2 separate regions of the Mus musculus genome follow, and region 2 is linked to region 1. Evidence: chromatin contacts called from public Hi-C data. All regions are on one chromosome and are shown on one strand. Each heading gives the region's core, a stretch centred on a gene start, on an enhancer-like site or on the middle of the called end of the contact. The rest is flanking DNA. Distances are from core to core; before and after follow the strand shown. Region 1 has its middle 3.0 kb from the start of Gm30206. Region 2 overlaps Prkar1b (protein kinase, cAMP dependent regulatory, type I beta).

Region 1 (3,651 bases), core at 765-3,264:
TCATGTACCAGCAAAGAATGAAGATGGGTGGAGTTGGCCTGGGAAGGTTGTCACAGGGGCTGGACAGACAGACTCCTCACCCGTAGCATGGGGACAGATCTGCCTCCCTATTGGTTCAGAATCAGAGTCAGGGCTGAAAATCCCACAAGCTTCAAGGGCTGAGGGTATATGTAGGTGATCTGAGGTTTGTGGGAGCAGATGGGGCTGGGAGTGGAAAGCAGGCCGTCTTAGGAAGCTAAGGGGCCGCTCATAGGGAGAGCATGGCTCCTGTCTAGCCTGTGGACAGGACTGGACCTTGCCACAGCCCTGCCCCTAGCTCTCCTGACCTAGTCTTAGATCAATCCCTACCTCAAGTGGCCTTCAGCCTCAGTGGACCGGGGTCCATGAGCTGACAGGGGACAGTTGGAGGCTGGAGATTCTAGGCCAACATCTGTCCCAGTCAGTTTATCTAAACAGAAAACCGAGAAATCATTCCAGACGTCTCAGAAGCTCTGAACACATGTGGCTCGTTCTGCCTTCGTGTCTGGAAACACTGACCCACATCTGTGCGCCCAGGGCTTTTGAGGGAAAGCACGTTCCAGCACCTACCCTGTGTTGGGACAGACCTAGGTCCAGGAAGTGTGGATGGCAAGGATGTGGAAGCTGGGGACATTTGTTTCTAGTGTGCTCCTGTTCCTTCTCTTAGCCTATGTCCCGTGTGACCCAGACCCTAGAGCCAATCACTCACCTGGATCCACAAGTCTCTGAGGCAGGTCTCCATACCTATGGAGGGAGGTGATGAAGCATCCCACTGCTCACTGCTGTTGCTGTTCACTGTCCTGCCTGGGCTGGAAGCTCTGTCCTGCCCTAGGCCACAGAGGCCTGGGCTGAGAAGGATGTGTTCCCACACTTAAAAGCCACAGGGGTGTTTATGAGGCTGAGCAGAGGAGAAAGGCATTACAACAAGGGATTGCATGTGTGAGGCAGGAGGCGTGACGTGACAGCAGCAGGTCAGAGAGAGCCAGCAGCCTACCCTGGACCAGACGCCATTCCCTCCTGATGGCCTGGCTGCCATCCTTGCTCTTCCATATGTTTTTCAAACATGCTGGGCCTCTGGTCTGTGATCAAATGTGTTACATGTGTGTGTATGTGTGTGTACGTACACGTGACTGCAGGTGTGTGATGTGCATGTCTGCGCTGTGTATGTATAGGTGTATGCTGTAACACTTCCTGCCTCACAGATGCAATCCCTTGTTGTAATGCCTTCCTTCTCTGCTGGCTTCATAAACACCCCTGTGGCTTTTAAGTGCAGGGACACAGCCTTCTGAGGCCAGGTCTCTGTGGCCTAGGGCAGGACAGAGCATCGCTGTGTGTTTTTGTGTGCACATGTATACACTTCCACTTGTGTGTGTCCAAGCATGTGAATCTGTGTGCTTGTATCAGTGCCTGGATCTGCACCCTGTGTGCTGGTGTTGAGGACGTATACCCACTCGGCCTGCCCTTGCACTTCTGCTGGACATGCAGGTCCCCCGGCCAGCTGAGTCTACCTGCACTCAGGCATTACAGGGGCATGGTGAGAGCTTCCGTACCCAGGAAATGCTGGCTGGGGACAAGTGGAATTGGTGGCCTGGGTGGGAGAAAGCATAAATCTCTTCTACTTGGATGCAGCTAGACTGGGAACGTGGAGGCCTGACTGATCTCCATACGCCTCAGCTTCACCTGTCTGAAGAGAACATTCACTCAGGTTGCTAGGTAAGGCCACTCTCCTGGTAAACCCCACATGAAGGGTCCAATCTTCCCCTGGCTGATGCTGCCTGCAGACTGGCTTTTGTTGTTTCAGGGACCTTCCAGAGAGGCAAAGGCTAGCAAGGCCTTCTGGGTCCCTTGCTGGACTCTTAGGTTCCTGCAGTGATCCCAGTGCCCCGTGCCCAGCCTTTCTTCCAGTGGCTTAGCCATCCCTTGATTTGTACAGAGTCCCAGCTGCTGTCCCTGCCTCCCAAGTTCAGAGGTCACCCTGGTCAGGAAAGAGCTGTCTTGCTCATCTAACTTCCTGTCTGGGGAGCAAAGCTACCCAGTTCCTTCCAGCCACGACCAACCACATCTACATTCGAGGTTAATAAGAGGTGGAGGCCCTGGGGGGCACTGCAGCAGATGTGCTCTGGAGGGCAGAGTAGTTCTCAGTGGGGGTCCTCTCACCAGTTCAGGGATTGCAAGAGGTCCAGGAGGATGGAATATGTGGCCTCCAAAACAGTCACATATCCCTTGCTCCTTGAATTCCACTGACACTTACAAAGAAAGTCTGGGAGTTGGGGACTCAGATCAATGTCACAATACTTGCCTAGCAGGTGTAAGGCTCTGGATTCTATTCTGAGTGCAGATTGGGGTAGGAAGACACAGAAAGAGCCTGAAGTTGGGCGTGGTGGTGCACACCTGTACTGTGAGCATCTGGGAGGCAGAGGCAGGATGGTCCCCGGTTCAAGACTACCTCTGTCTCAAAAGAAAATGTAAACCCAACTGTGATATCAACGCTCTGGAGGCAGAGACAGAATTATTTCAAGTGAGAGGCCAGCCTGGACTACATCGAGAGGTCCAGTGACAGAGCCCGGGATGTGGCAGGTCCCCAAGCTGGGTGAAGATGGGGATGGCTGCATCACCCTTAGCTGAGGGCTCTTCTTTGTCACCTGGATTCTACACAGAGCACAGGGCCAAGCCGAATAAAGTCCTGACATTCTCATTTAATTTCCTCTTGAGAAATGGCAGCACCATGTGACCTCTCTCTGTGTTTATTATAAATCTAATACCCCGTGTTTCAGTTCAGTGAACGCACATCTTATTTGGAACCTGGGTTTGAAGTCGCCTAAAGCTGGCCGGAATGTAATTGTACTGGTGCATACAAGAGCCTGTTAATTTCTGTTGGGCCTCACAAGCTCTGCACTGGTTTGGGGACTGTCCCTCCTGCACAGTGGGACAGCGTGAGGACCAGGCACTTTTTGCCCAGGATGTGACTGGCATTTTGTGCACTATGAAAATGAAAACGTAATTTTGAAACTGTTCACAGATTGTTTGTTTGTTTGTTTGGACAACAACAAAAAATCATATTACAAGCCATTAGGCCAAGCCCTTTTCTCCCCTCCCCTCCCCTCCCCTCCCCTCCCCTCCCCTCCCCTCCCCTCCCCTCCCCTCCCCTCCCCTCCCCTCCCCTCCTCTCCCCCCTCCCCTCCCCTGTCCTCCCCTGTCCTCCCCTCCCCTCCCCTCCCCTGTCCTCCCCTCCCCTGTCCTCCCCTCCCCTGTCCTCCCCTCCCCTCCCCTGTCCTCCCCTCTCCTTCCCTCCCCTTCCCTGTCCTCCCCTCTCCTTCCCTCCATTTTCTCCCCTCCCCTCCTTTTCCTCCCTCCCTCCCTCCCTTCCTTCCTTCCTTCCTTCCTTCCTTCCTTCCTTCCTTCCTTCCTTCCCTTCTTCTTCCCCTTTTTGATGTAACTCCTCCTGAGAAAGTGGCTGGTCATGGTGCAGCAGCAGACCAGCAGCTGAGCCACAGTGGGGGTTCTGGACTGTTCCAGGTCACCTTATCGTCTGAATAGTGATTCAGCTAGTAGATAGCATGTCCTGTTTTTCACAATATTGCATTTACTTATGCTGTGTGATTGTGCATATTTGGGTAGATTGTCACAGAGTAC
Region 2 (3,651 bases), core at 302-2,801, 230 kb before region 1:
CCAGCCCCTCACTGGGGGATTCTAGGCAGGGGCTCTACCACTGAGCCACGCCCCCAGACCCTCCCTGGGGGAGTCTAGGCAGGGGCTCTACCACTGAGCCACGCCCCCAGCCCCTCACTGGGGGATTCTAGGCAGGGGCTCTACCACTGAGCCACGCCCCCAGACCCTCCCTGGGGGAGTCTAGGCAGTGGCTCCACCACTGAGCCATGCCCCCAGCCCCTCCCTGGGGGAGTCTAGGCAGGAGCTTCAGTGCTGAGCCACACCCTGCCCCCAGCCTTATTTCAATTGTCTTATTCAAGATCAAGAAAGCATTTCGTCTAAATGATAGTATAAGACTATAAAAGCCCAGTTTGGAAAGAGAGCTGTGTCTGGCAGGTGCAGGCCCAGTGGGGTTCTTTTTTTGCTTTCACAGAGCGTCTGCGTGGAAAGCAGCCTAAGATGTTCTCTTTGACTAGCAAGCTAGTTTAGCCTGCAAACTCTGGGGGCTTACAGTGGATGTTCGCGATTACCACATGGGCAGTAGCTTCCATGTTTGTAGACCCTAGAGGTACTGATGTGACATGGGGTGACTGTCAGCTTTTGTGCCAGCATGCACCCAAGCTTCACCAAGGGACTGTCAGAACAAAGAGCTCACGTGTTTATAGAGCATCCCCTACTCTCCCACACTCTCACTGTAATGTTAGAAGCATGCCCTCTAGAGACCCCTCCTCATGCTTTCAGCTGGCCCTCCCTCCTTCTACCTCCATGGCCACCCCTGCCCAAGCCCCCCCCCTCCGCCCCCCAGAGTTCTCTGATTGGGATGGCACTTATGTCCCCTTGTCTGGCTCCTGTTGTCAGAACATGTTTCCCTGAGCTCGGGGTCTGTTTTCTATCCAAATCCTCTATGTCTTTGTCCCTTCTGACATAGGGAGCCCATGGTTACTTTCTTACATCCTCCTCCCAAGCAGTGTGATGACACTGATCTCTGAGTCAGTCTGGGACCTCCTCTTGCCTGCGGGAGTCTGACCTACTGATGGACTGCCCCTGGGCCTGGGCTGGTATCGTCCTGATGGGTGTCCCCTCACTTGCTCTTGCTGTCACTCTGAGTATCTGCTTCTCCTTTAGTGTTGTAATCTATGTCAGCTCTTCGGGGTGGTATCAGCAGGTGTGCCACATGCCCTGCCCTGATCAATTGCTTATTTGGGGCTACTTTCTGTGATCCATTTCTTGAATTCTGTCTCTAGATGGAACAGAGGGCAGGGACAGAGTCTGCCCAGGACATTTCAGGGTCCTCAGCGTTGTGGGTCAGTTCCTAGGCCAGCCCCAGGGTCATTGCTGGGCTGTGGCTCAGCTTAGCCTCACCTTCTAATTAGCCATAGCTTATGCTCCACCTGTCCGAGGGGACTTGCTGTGCCCTCCTTGCCTCGGAGGTGTCTCGACCACACCCTGCCTGGTGCCCTGGGGTTAGGTGAGCTATTTTGGGCCTGGCCTCTGCTCCTAAGTCTATGTCCAGCCAGGCTATTTCTGGGAAAATCCTTTTCTGATTTCCCCAGCAGCCCAACTTTGTCCCACAATGCATTTCTGGGAACCGCACTGGCCCACCTGCTTCCGGAGACACCACATAGGAAGTGAGTCACTCAGGCGTCCCGAGTGGGGCACACGCAAAGCTGACCCCGTGAATCTGACAGCTCAACCCCTGGTCTGGGTCTCAGGGGAGGCAGGGCCTCCTGTCTCCCCAAACAAGGAAACTGAGTTGGGAGGTCGTGATCCCTTGGGCTACTCACTCAAGAGGAAGCATGAGGCAGACGATTAAAAAGAGGTTCTGATGTTAGTTAGGCTCTGCTGTGCCCTAGCTTCAGGTTAAAACAAACATCCATGAAGAACCCAGCTCAGAAAACAACTTGGTTACTGGCCTATGGTAGGGAGGGGAGAAGGCCTTTGCCCCTAGTAGCTTGTATAAGTGGGTCCCAAGGACCGCTGCTCTCTCTGTTGGAAGTTGCTTTGATGGATTGATATTGGTGGGAGGCATGGGTAACTCATTTTTAATTTTTGCTTTATGGTTGTTTGGGGGTTTTTGTTGTTGTTTGTTTTTTTGTTTTTAAAGATGGGGGTTGCCAGGTCGTAGTGGCACATGCCTTTAATCCTAGCACTTGTAGGCAAAGGCAGGCAGATCTCTGAGTTCAAGGTCAGTCTAGTCTACAGAGTGAGTTCCAGTCAGGGCTCCACAGAGAAACCCAAAATAAAATAAAATAAAATAAAATAAAATAAAATAAAATAAAATAAAAAATAAGGTCTCATGTAGCTCAGGCTAGCCTAAACTCATTATGTAGCCAAGGATGATCCTTAACTGTCAAGCCTCCTGCCTCCATCTCCTGAGACTTGAGATGACAGCATTGGTTTATACCATGCTGGGAATGTAATCTGGGGTTTCTTGCAGGTCAGGCAAATATTCTACCAAACCCCCATAGTTTGTACCCATAGCTCCTCTCCCAAGCTGTGAGCCTGGGTTGTTGCCCATTCCTGGCCCTAAACCCACCGCTCATTGCTCTGTCTTCTCCTTCCAGCCTGCTAACTCTTGATCTCCAGTGGCATTGCCAGCTCCCATTGGACCCCTGGGAATAGTCAACACGGATCTGCCCTGGGGGTGCTGTGGTCACTTCATGGGGTGGATGATGGGCGATCAACAGGAAATTAGTGACCAGCAGCTTACACCTCAGGGCTGGGCTTCCCCGGAATTCTCTGCTCGTAGCTTTGCTCCTCTGCCTTGCAAACTCTTATTCATCCTTCAATACCCTCCAGGCCCTGCTCCTCTTGTCTGCAGTGGAGTGTTGATAAATGCTGACCTTAGTGACAACAGAAGACTAGACACTCCCACTGCCGTAACCTGGGAGCTCATGTGGCTTCTGATCTGGGCCCATCCTTTCCTTGGAACATGAGTCTGCCCTCCCCCTCCCTCTTTCTCCTCTATCCCTTATTCTTCCTCCTCCATTTTTTCCCTTTTGTTTCCCCCCAGCCTGAACTCAGACTCTTCAGGTGTTGGAGAATATCCTTGAACTTCCGATTCTCCTGCCTCCGCCTCCTGAGAGCTGGGATTACAGAGCTGTGTGGCCATATCTGATTTATGTGATGCTGGGGATGGAGGCCCCCCTCCCCCCCGGGGGGGGGGGAACTTTACAAATGCTAAGCAAGCACGATACCAACTGAGCCGTGTGTCCCAGTCCACATGTGACCTCCGTTGTGCTCACCAAAGTCACCTAGAATCTTTTAATTCCATCTCAAAGACAGAGTTGGGGTGACCCCAGGGGATTCTGGGTCACATATTCTTTGACTTTCCCCAAATAAGTGGATATAGGAAAAGTGCTGCAGGCTGTCTTCAAGGTTATGGAGTCCCTGAGTTCCCCCTTCCATGCCCACCCCACCCCCGCCGCCATGTACATCTCCAGGAAGGCTGTGAGTGAGTCAGAACCTTGTGCAGACTGCAAGGAGGCTCTGCTCTGGTCCTTTCCACCCTGGGTTTCATCCCAGAGGGGTGAGCGGGTCCACAGCGGCCAGAGGGTTACATCACGGGCTTCTCTCACAGAGCAGGCTTCGTGCCCTCTTCCCCTTGTGTACTAGGCAGACCCCACCTCCTGCCTGTTCTAGGCAGCCTTTCATCCCCAAGGAAGCCCACCA

The links. A called contact is a pair of places that touch in the nucleus more often than the background predicts.
Region 2: a contact with region 1 is called in a Hi-C map of bone marrow-derived macrophages, with 34 read pairs. The contact joins two enhancer-like sites. A contact is called at or near these places in 2 of 484 Hi-C or Micro-C datasets (the HPC-7 cell line and bone marrow-derived macrophages), 2 of 115 datasets of contacts at active chromatin or transcription factors (embryonic stem cells and stem cell-derived neural progenitor cells) and 2 of 9 other capture datasets (liver and pancreatic islet).

The regions. Positions count from the first base shown.
Region 1 is chr5:138,826,419-138,830,069 of GRCm38.p6, reverse strand. No RefSeq gene overlaps it. Among named protein-coding and RNA genes, the nearest start is that of Gm30206, 3.0 kb to the right of the region's middle. Within about 2 kb of position 2,014, at least 16 of the 459 cell types and tissues checked have an H3K27ac peak or open chromatin away from gene starts, as enhancers often do. A contact at or near this core is called in bone marrow-derived macrophages, where this site is marked.
Region 2 is chr5:139,058,636-139,062,286 of GRCm38.p6, reverse strand. The region is part of intron 6 of Prkar1b (protein kinase, cAMP dependent regulatory, type I beta); the gene reads left to right. Among named protein-coding and RNA genes, the nearest start is that of Pdgfa, 66 kb to the right of the region's middle. Within about 2 kb of position 1,551, at least 40 of the 459 cell types and tissues checked have an H3K27ac peak or open chromatin away from gene starts, as enhancers often do. A contact at or near this core is called in bone marrow-derived macrophages, where this site is marked.